Linked DNA regions of Mus musculus: all the other regions are linked to region 1. A link is a contact called in public HiChIP or PLAC-seq and promoter capture Hi-C data. All regions are on one chromosome and are shown on one strand. The core of a region is the stretch at or near the end of the contact, and the rest is flanking DNA. Distances in the headings are between cores, read along the strand shown.

Evidence for each region. Promoter capture Hi-C pulls out the DNA fragments that hold promoters and counts their contacts. HiChIP or PLAC-seq counts read pairs in DNA pulled down with a chosen protein or histone mark.
Region 2: a contact with region 1 is called in a promoter capture Hi-C map of pre-B cells, with 4 times the contacts expected there. The contact joins the promoter of Myd88 here to the promoter of Golga4 in region 1. A contact is called at or near these places in 2 of 39 promoter capture datasets (liver and pre-B cells), 2 of 115 datasets of contacts at active chromatin or transcription factors (bone marrow-derived macrophages and embryonic stem cells) and 1 of 9 other capture datasets (adipose tissue).
Region 3: an H3K27ac HiChIP or PLAC-seq map of extraembryonic endoderm stem cells shows a contact between it and region 1, with 4 times the contacts expected there. The contact joins the promoter of Vill here to the promoter of Golga4 in region 1. A contact is called at or near these places in 6 of 39 promoter capture datasets (the C10 cell line, cranial neural crest, hippocampal neurons and 3 more), 3 of 115 datasets of contacts at active chromatin or transcription factors (extraembryonic endoderm stem cells, kidney and pancreatic cancer cells) and 1 of 9 other capture datasets (embryonic stem cells).

Annotation. Positions count from the first base shown.
Region 1 is chr9:118,503,745-118,508,390 of GRCm38.p6, forward strand. Golga4 (golgi autoantigen, golgin subfamily a, 4) reads left to right here and starts at 2,574. Exons shown (of 24, transcript NM_018748.3): 1 at 2,574-2,813. The coding sequence starts at 2,742.
Region 2 is chr9:119,337,569-119,342,214 of GRCm38.p6, forward strand. Myd88 (myeloid differentiation primary response gene 88) reads right to left here and starts at 2,450. Exons shown (of 6, transcript NM_010851.3): 1 at 2,064-2,450; 2 at 1,008-1,142; 3 at 438-618; 4 at 186-277. The coding sequence starts at 2,391. Acaa1a (acetyl-Coenzyme A acyltransferase 1A) reads left to right here and starts at 3,726. Exons shown (of 12, transcript NM_130864.3): 1 at 3,726-4,117; 2 at 4,257-4,350. The coding sequence starts at 3,947.
Region 3 is chr9:119,050,398-119,055,043 of GRCm38.p6, forward strand. Vill (villin-like) reads left to right here and starts at 2,381. Exons shown (of 20, transcript NM_001164567.1): 1 at 2,381-2,431.

The DNA.
Region 1 (4,646 bases), core at 1,324-3,823:
GATCCCTTTTCTTTCTTTTCTCTTAGCGCCCCATGCTGCACTCCCAACTCTGCAGGACATGTTTCCTGCTCTCCTCCATTTAGAATAAATTTAGAGTTTAGATGTTTGTAGCGTGTAGCTTTAAGAGCTTTTGTTTTCCTGTGTGTGGGTATTTCGCCTGCATTTCTGATTGTGCACCACATGTATATCTGCTGTCCTCAGAGGTCAAAAGAGAGTCTTAGAGCCCCCAGAACTGGAGTTACAGATGGTTGTGAATCACCATGTGGTTTGGGTGCTGGGAACCAAACCAAGGTCCTATGCAAAAGCATCGAATGCTCTTATCTGATCTGTATTGTGTTGAGAAATTTTGTGCCTTTGTTCATCAGGGAACTTGGCATGCAGTGTTCTTTGTGTGTGTGTTCTTATCTAGTTTGGGCATTAGTGTAATACTAACGAGCTGTGCTCCTTCCAGGTTGTCGAGATTGCCAATTTCTGAAAAGTATGGTAGAGTTCAGCTGTGAGCCTGTTTAGTTCTGGGCTTTTCTTTGTTGGTGGACTCTGCTACTGTGTGTGAGGGAGAATTGTGGAGATCAGCCACATCTGGACAGCCCTCACATCTGGACAGCCCTCACATCTGGACAGACCTTGTTGGGCTACCCAGGCCACGGTCTGTCAGTCAGACTAATACATCCCATGTGTCTATATATCCACTCCATTGGCTCTGCTCCTTTAGAGAAAGAACTCTGACCCAAACACTGCCCATCTCTAGTTTTATTCATGTGGAATCACCCCATTGGTTATTTTTGCTAGAGTATTTCTGTTTGCTTGTTGTTCTTGTTTTTTTGTTTGCTTGTTTGCTTGTTTGTTTGACACGGTTTCTCTGTCTTAGCTTTGGCTGTCCTGGAATTCACTCTGTAGACCAGGCTGGCCTCAAACTTAAGAAATCCAAGTGCCTCTGCTTCCTTAGTGTTGGGATTAAAGTTGTGCACCACCACCACCGCCATCTGGTTAAAATGTAAGCTCTCATAACCTTTCCTGTAAGCAATTCTGTGGAGGCATTGTCTTGTTTAATGATTGATAGTGTGAGGGTCCAGCTTAATGTGGGTGGTTCTACCCCAGGTAGGTGGTGTTGGGTTGTATAAGAAAGCAAGCTGAGCGATCCACTGGGAACAGGACAGCAAGCACCACTCCCCCTTTGGCTCTGCTTCAGTTCTTGTCTCCAGCTTTCTGACTTGAATTCTTGCAGGCAAACTAAGACAAGGTAGTATATATGCCCAGAGACAGGACTCCTTCACTTAGGTTTTTGACTACGAATCTCCTCCTCTGGCATGTGACTGGCATTGGAAGTCTTGTGGGACTGAGGCCTAAACCTGTGGATCTGGTTTTCTCTGTCTCTCTGTCTCTCTCTCTGTCTCTGTCTGTCTCTGTCTGTCTCTGTCTGTCTCTGTCTGTCTCTGTCTCTGTCTCTGTCTCTGTCTCTCTCTCTCTCTCTCTGAGTCAGGGTGTCCCTATGTAACATAGGCCCATCTGGCCTGGAACTCGGAGATCACCTGGCCTCAGCCTCCCAGGTGCTGGGATTAAAGGTGTACACCCCCATGCACCAGTTCTTAATGTTCTGTTCAAAGAATCAGAACTGAATGGATGCCATCCAGGTAGTAGCTTGTGCAGAACCCAGAGTTTCGAGGTCATATGGGTCTTTGTGAGCAGAGGTTTCAGAAATATTCTATGTTGTGCAAGTGTAGGGGGTTCTCAGCAGATGGAAAAGTCTAGGTAGGGGAAGACAGCTCCTTTGGAGTGCAGCCACAGATATTAAGCACTAAAGGCAGATAATTCTGACTAGGCAGAAAATTGTGCACCTGTAGGCCTCAGCTATTCTGGAGGCAGGAAAATCACTTTAGTTAACAAATTCAAGGCCAGTCTGCCTAATTCAGCCAGACTATTTATGTTTGAGACAGGATCTCACTGTAGCTCAGACTGGCCTTAAATTCATATAGGCAAGAATGACCTTGAACTTCTCGTCCTACTGCTTCTACCTCTGGATGCTGGGATTACAGGTATACACCATCACACCCAGTTTATGCGATGCTGAGGCTAGAGCCAATCCTTCCTGCATATGCTAGGTAAACAAACGTTCTACACCCTCAGCCCCAGATTTTCTCTTTAAACCAACCAACCAACCAACCAATGAACCAATGAACCAACGAACCAACTAGCTGGCCAACCAGCGAACCAACTAGTCATCTATACCATCCAACCCACTATCCAAAAACCTTTCGAGAGAATTCTAAACGATCGTGCCACACGACACTGAATACACTTCTGCATTCCTAGCTCTATCCTCTCTCACCCCAGCCTTCTTCACTGTGGTGCTCAGTGGTGGGATGCTCCCTATTTGACAGCACAGCTCCAAGACTCCCGCTAGAGTCAGCGCAGACGCCACTGTGCACGCGCGTTCACCCGCACCGCCTCCATATTGTCCGCCGCGGCGCTCCGTAGCAAGCCCCTGGCAAGCTCCACGTCGACCGCGCAGGCGCCCGGGGCGCGTTCACCTGCTGCCGTTGTCGCCGCCGCCGCCGCCGCTGACGGGGCTGGATGGGGGGCCGAGGCCAGCCAGGGGCACCCAGAAAGAAGAGACGCGGCGGCGGCGACGCCGACACCCGCACGACGAGCGCCCCGAGGTGCCCGCCAGCTCCACAGGAAGGCGGCGAGGCCCGGGCCCGGCCGCCCCGCGGGTAGAGACGCTGCCGGCCCCTCGCCGCGCCATGTTCAAGAAGCTGAAGCAGAAGATCAGCGAGGAGCAGCAGCAGCTGCAGCAGGCGTTAGCCCCTGCTCAGGTACGTCGTCCCCCTGCGCCGAGGCCCGGGAAGCGGGCGAAAGTTCCCCATGACCTTTGACCTCCGCCCCAGGAACACCCCCCCCCCCCAAACCGTAGCCCTGGAAGGTTTGGGACCACCCAGCCGGTGTAGGAACCCTGGCCTGGTTTCTCCCAAAACTCCGTCCCTGTGCAGGGTGACGGGACCGGTCGGGACATTTGACTTCGGAGTTTCCCCTCTAAGGACCGACCCGGTCTGACAGATGGGTGCGATGGGTTCGGGTCCTGCGTGGGGAGCTTCTCTCGCCCGTCAGAGACCCTGACTCTAGAGTGGTGACGGGGGCGGGGCAACCCAGATCCTTTGTGATATGTGACCTCTGCCCTCTGCCCCATATATGACCAATGTCCTCTGGGTTCCCTGGACATCGCACCCGGAATGACCAGGTCCCTGTAAGTCTCCTGCTTCCAAACCCTGATCGAGGCAGAGAGTCGAGCCTGCCCGGGCCAGGCTGCTCGCAGGAGCCGAGGGCGGCGGTCCAGCGACCAAGCCTGTCACGAGTTAGTCACTTCGTGTAACTTGGGTGATGGCGGACAGGGCTCAGGGGCAGACACTGAACGGGACGGGCACCGAGCCTGTCAGCAACCGGGCTCTTGCATCTTTTCTGGAAGGTCGTTGCTTTTTAAGGGAGTATGGTTTCGGGCTGGGAAAAGGGGGCGTGTTCGTGTTAGAAACAAACTACCCCTCTCCAGCACTCAGGGTGTGAAGGACGGGAGGGGAGGGTTTCTGCTGAATCTCTCCCCAGTCTCCCTGAATATCAGTAGATTGAACACGAACGTCTTTTCTTTTATGGTTAGAAACCTGGAAAGCCCATGGCTCAAGAAAGGTCGTAGTTTGGCTAAGTGGGAAGCAGTTTGGGTGTTTAAATATAACGACCCAGCATTCTGTTTCTAGAAACATAGTCTGAGAAGATTTAGGATGCAAAAACATTTAGTTACACGATTTCTTTTTTCTTGTGTGCGCGCGTGGGCAGGTGGCAGCCAGAAGACAACCATGGTGTCGTCATTCCTCATCCCTCGGGCTTTATTCTTTTTATTTTACTATTTAAAAAAGATTTCTGGATTTCTTTATGTGAGTGTCTTGTCTGTCTGTATGTCTGTACACTGTGTGAGGCCAGAAGATAGTGTTGGATCCCAGGGAACTTGTCATGCATGGTTGAACCATTATGTGGGTTGGTCCTCTGCAAGAGCAACAATTGCTCTTAACCTCTGAGCCATTTCTCCAGCACACCCCCTGGCCTGGAACTCACCAAATAGGCTGGGCTCAATGGCCAGCAGGCCGAGGGAATCCACCTTTCTGCCTCCTGAGCACTGGGGTACAAGAGTGTGCCACCACAGCTGTCTTTTTTAACCTGGATTCTGAGATGGAAACTCAGGCAAGCATTTTACCATCTGAACTGTCTTGCTAGCCCTGGCGCTGTTTTAATGGTAGCACTCTGGGGCCAGTAAAGAATTGGCTGGATACATTCTTACCAGGGGGCTGATTATTATACAGCGCTAAAAAGAAACAACGTTGATTTGGATCTCTGCTCCACATTTATTTAGTAGTTAGTATAGATTACTTAGACCTCATAAACCTATGAGGTAAATATTATTCCTCCTATAGATGAAAATGTGATGAGACCCAAAGGCAACTGCTACATAGAATCAGAGCTGCAGGCAAATATTGTCTACATAGACTGAGAGATGCTACAAGAGACAAATTAAGTGCAGCATATGAATTGTGACCCACTTTTTATGGCAATAAGAAATGTATTTTTAGGAGTGAAGCACAGCAATCTTCCACTGTAGCACTATA
Region 2 (4,646 bases), core at 1,200-3,699, 830 kb after region 1:
AGTCCCTAAAGCACGGGCTAACACCAGCTCTCCACCAACCAGGTATCCATGATACATATCCACTACATAAGGAAGTACACAGGTCCGTCCTCAGAGATCTGTAGTGCTTTGGTTTTGCATTCCTGGACTATCATCCTAAGGCTATATCTCTACTCTCTCTTTGACCAAAGCAGGCCTAAGCTTACCTGGAGACAGGCTGAGTGCAAACTTGGTCTGGAAGTCACATTCCTTGCTCTGTAGATAATCGTCAGAAACAACCACCACCATGCGGCGACACCTGAGGGAGAGTGGCACTGCGGTGACTTCCTTCAGAGGATGGGGTCAGGAAGGACTACATTACCCAGGCGGGACAGAGCCCAGCTAGCAGGACAGTCCTTGCATCTGGACCTCTGGGTTTCATGCATTCACCCACCTACCCTCTTAGATGTTTAACCAACCTTTTCTCAATTAGCTCGCTGGCAATGGACCAGACACAGGTGCCCGGCAGGACGTCACGGTCGGACACACACAACTTAAGCCGATAGTCTGTCTGTTCTAGTTGCCGGATCATCTCCTGCACAAACTCGATATCGTTGGGGCAGTAGCAGATAAAGGCATCGAAAAGTTCCGGCGTTTGTCCTGAGGACAGGGGACAAGGGAATCAATCAGCCTCTGCAGAAGGCTGGAAGGAGCCCAACCTGGAGTCTTCCATCAAGGGAACCTGGGCCTGTATCCATATCAAAGCAATGTCATATACATGCCCTCTCTACCAGTGAACAGATAACTTCCTCCCAGATGAAATCCCGGTTAACTATGATGGAGGCATGCCATTAAAGTCTCAGAACCACTCTGGGAGAGGACTGCCATTATTCCCATTTCTTAGATGGGGAAACCAAGGCTCAGAATGAGCAGCTTGCCCAAGGTCCCAGGTCCATCCATCTGCTTCCGGTATCCATGCCCTCTGCAGGTCACATGTTTGAGGCTGTGGCCCACCTATTCTACCTAGGGGCACAGTACTGGGCCCTTACCTAGGGGGTCATCAAGGGTGGTGATGCCTCCCAGTTCCTTTGTTTGTGGGACACTGCTTTCCACTCTGGCCACCTGTAAAGGCTTCTCGGACTCCTGGTTCTGCTGCTTACCTAAGTATTTCTGGCAGTCCTCCTCTGTGGAGAAGAGAAGGGTGTAGAGGCTCCTCCTCCCACCCCATCCCCGACACCCCCGCCCCCCATGCCCCAGGTTGCTGCTGTACACACACTCAAAATCCTGAATTAGTTTAAAGAGCCTACTTGGGGCTGGCGAGATGGCTCAGCCGGTAAGAGCACTGACTGCTCTTCCGAAGGTCCTGAGTTCAAATCCCACAACCACCCATAATGAGATCTGACGCCCTTTTCTGGTGTGTCTGCAGGCAGCTACAGTGTACTTATGTATAATAATAAATAAATGTTAAAAAAAAAATTTAAAAAGGGCCTACTTGGGCCGAGCCTTCCCCAGCCACTGGTACCATGGATGGCTCTACAAACTAACACTTCCTTTTGGACTCTCCCAAAATGAGCATCTGAGAGGACTCCAAAGTCAGCCTGCTTCTCTGAGCCTTCCTCCTGCCTTCCCTTTCTAAGGCTCTAGAGAATGGAGCCAAACTGGGCATCTAGCAGGGCACAGAGCAATCGGAGCAGAGGATTGAATGTCAGAAGGGCTCAGGCACCCAGTTAGTGCTCAATGAGAATGGTGACCCCCATCTAGCAAGGTGTACCTCACTGTGGGCGGGGCGGGGGTGTTGTGCTGAGTGCCAGTGAGTGATGGAAGGGGTCCTCACTTGTCCGGTTGATCCTGACACAACTGAGATACCGCGAGAAAAGCAGATCTTGACTCTTGGTACAACTGAAGGTCTTTGCCTAGGCTCTTTCCATCTTTCCTCAGGGTTTTTGACCCCTCTCCCAATCCCTACGCTGACCTGCATACTGACAGAAAATTCGACTGTCACTCTCTTCCTCCCTAGCGCACCCCAGAAAAAAATGAACAAGATTAATATGCCAAGGCTAGCCTCGTTGATCCTTGGCACAAAGCCAGGAAGCACGTTTCCTCACCGATGCGCGACTTCAGCTCCTTCAGTATATCCTCACGGTCTAACAAGGCCAGCAGCTCTAGCAGCCTGCCGACAGACGCGCCAGAGCGCCCCTGCCAGGCATCCAACAAACTGCGAGTGGGGTCAGGGCGCGTTTCCAGCTCTCGGATCTCCAAGTACTCGAAGCCCATCTCCTCCGCCAGCAAGGTCCAGTCGGCCGCCACGGGCGTCCGAGGGTTCAAGAACAGCGATAGGCGGCGCCTCACTCCCACGTTAAGCGCGACCAAGGGTATGGAGAACATGAAGGAGTCCAGGGACCCGGATCCCACGCGGGGGTCTCCCGCAGACATGGCAGGCAACCCTGGGCCCCCGGTGCCGTCCAGTACGCTCGCCTGTGGAGTTTCCTACTTCCCTTAAGTCTCCTGCCAGCCCCTCCTTCTTTCGCTTTCCGAGAAGCTCCGCCCTTTGCTAGAATCTAGACTACGGGGCCAGAACTACCCAGCCTAAAAGTCAACCCACTTGTGCTTCTAACGTTTGCTCACCTCCCCTCGAAGGTGTGAGAATTTATATAAACCGCCTCTGGCATCTGCCTTGGCCCACCGATCAAGGTGGATGGACTAGGCGATCTGGTAGTGGTTATTATGCATGGTTAGCTCAATCAGCCTTGTTTAGGACTTGAAGGAGTTACAGCCCTTCTGTACAGTAATTTATATTCTGGTAGTAGGGAGGGAAGAGACAGACTGGCTTCGGAAGTAGTAACCCGAAGGCTCAGTCTACCTTTAGCTATCTGATGTCACTTGTGACTCTGCTTTTTAAAGGGGAAAGCCCACGACCTTGCCCATAAATTGGCATTTAGGGTATCTTGTCCTTTGTTTTCTGAGACAAACAGCACTACCTTCCCGGGGTCTGCAAAAAACACGCGGAACCTACCACCTTACTCTTTAACGTTGGGTCTAGACCCAAGGAAGATTTTTTCGTTAATTCACTTGGTTAATCTATTTAGGTGTCAATCTCCAATACTGGGTCTCCCTCCACCCTCCACCCCCATCCCCGGGTTTAGTAGAATTCCTAGGGGAATGTGGGCACTAATGGCACTATCCCAAACAAACGTAGATCAACAGGCTTAAGACGAGTGGGGCACGTTACAGTTAGAACCTGCCTGCCGTTCAGCACCTTAATCGGTTCTTCACACCAGCCCGGAACCCAAAATTACTTTGTTTTCTGAGAGAGCTTCTGTGACAGCCAACCCGGTTGGGGCTTAACTAGGTGCCTCAACATTTTCTAGGTCCTCAGTTCTCGGTTTTGGGACCCGGGGCTGAGCACAGCAAATTTTGATGGGAGACAAGGGTCTTCTCGGGCTAGCTCAGCAGAGAAGCCATGGGCCGGGCTCCGCCTTCTACGCGGCTGCGCGCTGAGCTCAAGGGGAGGGACTCCCTTGAGGCTGAGTTCATCCTAGGAAACCAGAAGTTTGGGAAACCTCCTTCCCCAATGTCTACAAAAGGTTGTGCAAACTTGGAAGTTTCCAGTCTGCCTTTCAAGGAGGATTAAGAGTGCGCATTACGATTGGCTTCCGTAGGATTGGCGGGCGGGGCTTTGAGTGGAGAGAAAGCGTCTTAGGACGGGCGTTGGGCGGGACTCTGGGGCAAGGGGTGAGTGGGCGGCCCTCAATCAGACTCCCCTTAATCTAATTGGTTGTACCTAGGAGTGGGCAGGCCCTCTAAAGACCCCATCCTACCTCTCGCAGTATCATTCTACCGGGGTTGTGATCCCCTTTCAGGCCTTGCGACGTAGAAGGCTGTCCTGCGCCTGCGCCCGCGCCTGCGCCTGCGCCTGCGCCTGCCATCATTCCTGTTCCTAAAGCTCTGCACCCAGAACCTAAACGAGTAGGTAGGACCCACCTCCGCGATGCATCGGCTGCAGGTAGTGCTGGGCCACCTGGCCGGCCGGCCCGAGTCGAGCTCCGCGCTGCAAGCTGCGCCCTGCTCCGCTAGGTTCCCGCAGGCCTCGGCCTCCGACGTGGTGGTGGTGCACGGACGGCGCACCCCCATCGGCCGCGCCAGCCGTGGAGGCTTCAAGGTGAGGCCCCTCGGGCGGGCGAGGGGAGCAGAAGGCGGCCAGCGCGGATGGAATTCTGCCGTCGGGGGTCCGGTGACCGCAGAGTCCCCGGGCGGGGATGCGGGAGCTGGGCTCACCGCTGCTGCGCCTCGCCCTGCAGAACACCACCCCCGACGAGCTTCTGTCGGCCGTGTTGACCGCGGTTCTCCAGGACGTGAGGCTAAAGCCTGAGCAGCTGGGAGACATCTCCGTGGGTGAGCTCCCCTGCGGGTCCTGCACCGGCCCTCCCCCGCCCTCCTCCCGAAGCTTCACTTTCTCTCCGAGAACCTGGGTTTCACTGAGCAAGACTACAGACTCCACCGATTTAAGTGGGATGGTTGAAGGACCCTTTTACAGGGTTCGCCTAAGATCATCGGAAAACACAAATATCTACATTACGATACTTAACAGTAGCGGAATTACAGTTCTGATGTAGCAATGAAAAATAACTTTATGGCTGGGGGTCACCACAGAAGCCTAGATGTTCCTGGAGACTGCAGGAGGTGAGAAA
Region 3 (4,646 bases), core at 1,131-3,630, 550 kb after region 1:
GGAGAGCGACAGACTTGAAGTATTCAGTTGTCTCTCTCTATCTGCAGGTTCCACAGCCGTGGATTTGATTAACTTCAATAAAGCCACTGGAGAGAAAGTTATGATTACTAAACTTGGTTAGACTGCTTTCCTTGTCTGTCCCCTGGGTGTGACAACTGTGTACAGCATTACTCTGTCTTCAGTAAGTGGCCTAGATATGACTGAGAATGTAGGGAAGGCTGAGGGAGCCATGTGTAAGCACTAGCTCATCATCTTGTGTGACGGGCTTAAGCAGCCTTCCATTCTTATATCCGTGGGGGAACAGAATTAGTCTTCTTACAGATATCAAGGCATGGCCGTATCTTACCATGAGTTGTAAAACTATGAGTGGGGCCCTGGAGGAGGAAATGCTAGCACACTCCTATAATCACAGCATTCTGAAGCTGAAGCAGGAGGATTGCCACAAGTATGAGGCTAACCTGGGCTACATATAGAGAGACCTTGTCTCAAAGGAAAAAAGGAGGGCGGGAGGGAGGGGGAAGGAGGGAGAGAGCGGGGAGGAGGGAGAGAGGGAGGGGAACGAACCAGGCCTGAAGGTAAACTGTGATCACAGTATTGGAGGAGGATAATCATTAAGTAGTTTGTGGTCATCCTCAGCTGTTCAAGGAGTTCATAACTTGAGTTAAATCCACTGGGACCTACATAGTGGAAGGAGGAAACCAGCCCACAAGTGACCCTCTGGCCTCCATACTCCACATGGCCTCCATACTCCACACACCCCATGACTTCTGTGAAAGTTCTCTCTCTCTCTCTCTCTCTCTCTCTCTCTCTCTCTCTCTCACACACACACACACACACACACACACACACACACACACACAGAATAATAAATAAATAAATCCAAGAACAACAAAAATGTAATCCAAGTCCCTCTGGCGGCTGTGAGAAGGAAGATGCAGGACCAGGGAGGCCAAGACAGAGGGTGACTCATGCCACCAACTGGCTGAAGCTGGCTCCCAGAGCAGGGCAGTATGCAGGAAGCAATGTGACTACCCAGTCCAGGGAGAAGACCATGTTTAGGTGGGGGGTCGGGGGATGAGAGAGGGGAAGAGGCTGGGAAACCAGGGGTCTTTCACCCTTGGGCCTGGAACTTGCAAGTAAAGTGGACAATGGAGAGGGACTGAGGTCTGGGCTGTGTACACGCTGACCCTTAGAGACCCCAGAAGAGACAGATGGAGAGAGAAGAAGGGGAAGGTGTTACCGGAACCAGCCAACACTGGCCACACAGAAGTGAGAGTCCAGCAGATTGGGAAAGGGGAAAGGGGATGGTGACACGGGACATGGGGACAGGGGACAGGTGACTGAGAGCACAGAGGAAGCCCAACACTCTCTACTGTGAGCCAGACACAGGACTAGCCAAGTTCCTCGTGACACAGGCTTCCTTTACACACAGCTAACCCACAACCGTGTCTCTTGCATATGTCCATCTGTCTATCCCAACCCTCAGGAGGCTGAGGCAGGAGGACTGTGAGTTTCAGGACAGCTTGGGCTATACAGTATGACACTGTCTGACCAAAACAAAGCAAAATAAAACACATACACACACTGACCACTGGGCACAGGCTGGCCCAGAGTTTCTGGAGTGTCTAGTCCTGAGCCATGAGACTTTGTAAGTGAAGAATCCGCTGCAGAGAGAGGTCTTGCATACTGTCTGCAGGCAGGATCTAGTGGGGTTGAAGGGAAGGCATGTGCTGGCTGACGCTGGCTGTGACTGAGATCTGTGCTGTGACAGGCAGGAGGTAAAGGAAAGTTGTGTCCCAGGCATTTCTGGAAGGTTCTATTTCCAGCGTCCTCCTATCCCACAATCAGGAGTAACAGAGGGGCAGCCAGGGTGTGGAAGGGATCTCCTTGCTGTAGACTCCACCGGCCTCTCCCACGATGGATATCAGGCTCCCTGGGGACCTCTGTGCTGGGCAGCCAGCCCGAGATGGGAGGTCGGGGTCAGAAATTCTGGGAGGCAGCCCCGGGCGTTTCCTCCACCTCCTAAAATGACCTTCATATCACTTGACTCACTATGGTGGTCTGAACCTCTAGATCCAAAAGGAGCCCAACCCGCGGGGGTAGGGGGGCGGTTGCCCACTTGAGCTCCCCAATGAGAAATCGGTGTATTCCACAGTCCACCTCAGCCTTGATCAGGCCTCCACCCCTAGCCTTCTCTGCCCACTGGTACCGAAGAAGTAATCTACCAGGCCACGGGAAGGGGGCTGGCTCCCAGACGGCTTGGTCAATATTTATTGACTGACTAACTCTGAATGCCCTCCCTGTCCATGCTGCACAGAGCACGGGGTGTGTCCTGCAAGGCGGGAGCTGGGATTGAGTTACAGTTCGGAGGGAGGGGCCTAGTGTTGCCCACAGGCTGAGTGAAGGAAGGTGCAGAGGCAGTTCCCAGAAGGTAGGCCTGGACTGGGGTGGGGGTGGGGGACCCGGTAGAGGGGTTGCTGGGAACGCAGAGGGAAGGCATGGCGTTCTAGGGCTCGGGGATCATACAGCGGCTGAAGGCTGGTAGGATTGAGGGCAGCCCCACGGTGAGAACGCTTGGCTATCTGCGCGTGGGTGGAGGAGGACCACTGTGGCAAGCCAGCGTGAGAGGAAGAAGCGGCGGGTTTTGCGTGGGTGGGCTCTCTGTCACCCCCCAGAGTCAGTTCGCCTGACTCACGACCCTCCAGCAGGCTATGCCCTCCCTTCCTGGAAGTTAAGCAAAGGAATCTCGAGGTCTACCCTCAAGTACACCTTGTTCAGGAGGAGGGGTCGGCTGGAAGGGAGAAGGGTCACCTGAAGGAAGGCGACAAACGACAAGACAAGCGGCCTGGCCGCCAAGGAGACTGGGACCCCCTCCCCCCCACACACACACACACAGTGGGTTAGAGCCCCTGCGGAGAGGGGCAGAGAGAAAGCCAGTGTCGGAGAGAAAGGAACTTCACCCTGGGAAATGAGAGGGCTTCTAGGAGGGCAGGGGGTGGGGGAGATGGGGTCCCCATGGGGGATGTACTGGTAAAAGGGGACACACATGGGCTGGGGCTCTCGTGAGCCACGGGTGACTCCGTGGGAAGAGAAGAAACCTCTAGCGGGAGGGGAGGGAACACAAAGTGTAAGAGGAGTAAAGACACCCCGTGCTTTAAAGTTCTCTTGCCTCCTCTAGCAAGAGGGATGGGGGCTCAGCTCCAGTCTGACTCTCCAGGCTGTGGGTTTTGGGGCTCCTTCCCAGCCACCCCTGGGCCACTGCTGCCCCTCTCTGAGAAGCCAGGTTAGACACTGCTTCCAGCTGCCAATATGCCCTCCTCTTCTCTGTGGCCCCGAAGTTGGACGGTGTCCTTCCCACTCCACTGTGGCCCTTAGAGCTACCTGGCCACTACCTTCTGGCTCTGTGCCTCGGGTCTCTGTCTGTCTGGGTCCCTAATCATTTTCCTGTAGCTGGTTTGATGTATAGACTCTGTCCTTGCTGAAGGGTCCTGTTGCAAGTCACTATACCCACCATGGTGTGCCATGTTCTCCGTTGCTGGAAAGGACCATTGTGTGACCACTGTGCCCATCCATCATATATGTCATTGTCACACAATGACCTCAACTAGAGGTGCTGCTGGCACGCCTGGTGACTCCCTTGGTCAATCAACAACTATCTATGGACTCCTTCTGTTCCATGTCGGGAGAGCCATGCTAACAGCACACAGGCTCTCCCATGACATGCCCAGCCCACAGCCTCCTCTGCTGTGACTCAGTGTGGACAGTCCCCCGGCCACACCCTCTTTCCAGGCCACCTTGTCCTGAGCCTAGCCCTCAGGGGCCCTAAACAAAGGAGTAAAGAATTCAGGCACCTGTGGCTCTGTAACTCTTACCTCGCCAAGTCCTCTCACGGTCACATGGGGCAGCGGGTCTGAGGGTGTTCTTGCTATGGTAGAGCAGAGCTGGATGTTCAAATTAAGAGAAAGGAAGTCAGTCACTGCTGCACCAGGGCCACCCACTCAGGAGACTCAGAACCCAGTGACTGTGTCTGCTTAGCGAGCTGCCAGGACTTCAGTTAGATGTGGGAAGTTGCATTGAGGAAAAACAAAATACTTCAACTACACACCCATCCAACTCGTGGCTGCTTGCGGTTTCCAAAGGGCTGGACAGTGAAGAGATAACAGATAGTGATAACAGAATGAACCCCGTCCCATCCCCGTGGCTCCCTGCACCCCATCCCTACAGTCCCCCTGCACCCTGACCCCACAGCCCCCTGTACCCCACCCCTACAACCCCCCTGCACCCTGACCCCACACCCCCTGCACCCCATCCCCACACTCAGATTTTCAGAGCAAGGAATTTGCAGAGCCTGTGTATAGAGTTCAGCCATCTTTCAAGGCTGGATCAGGAAGGCCTATGATTCATTGACCCAACCTTCTCAGGTCACCTGAGTCTGTCGCCTGCTGCAGAATCCGTCACAGTCCTATGCAGTCTCTGTCCTGAGTTGACAGAGCTTTTGTCTTGTTTGTAGCACCCGTGGAGCAGGTTCCAGTTTTCAATCTAGATCTCTCAACAGTGCCCCTGCCCCCACTGCCCACTGTATGAGATTTGCTTTTATTCCAGGTGCTGACGCGCTAGCACAGCCTGTCCTGGCTGCAGAGCAGACA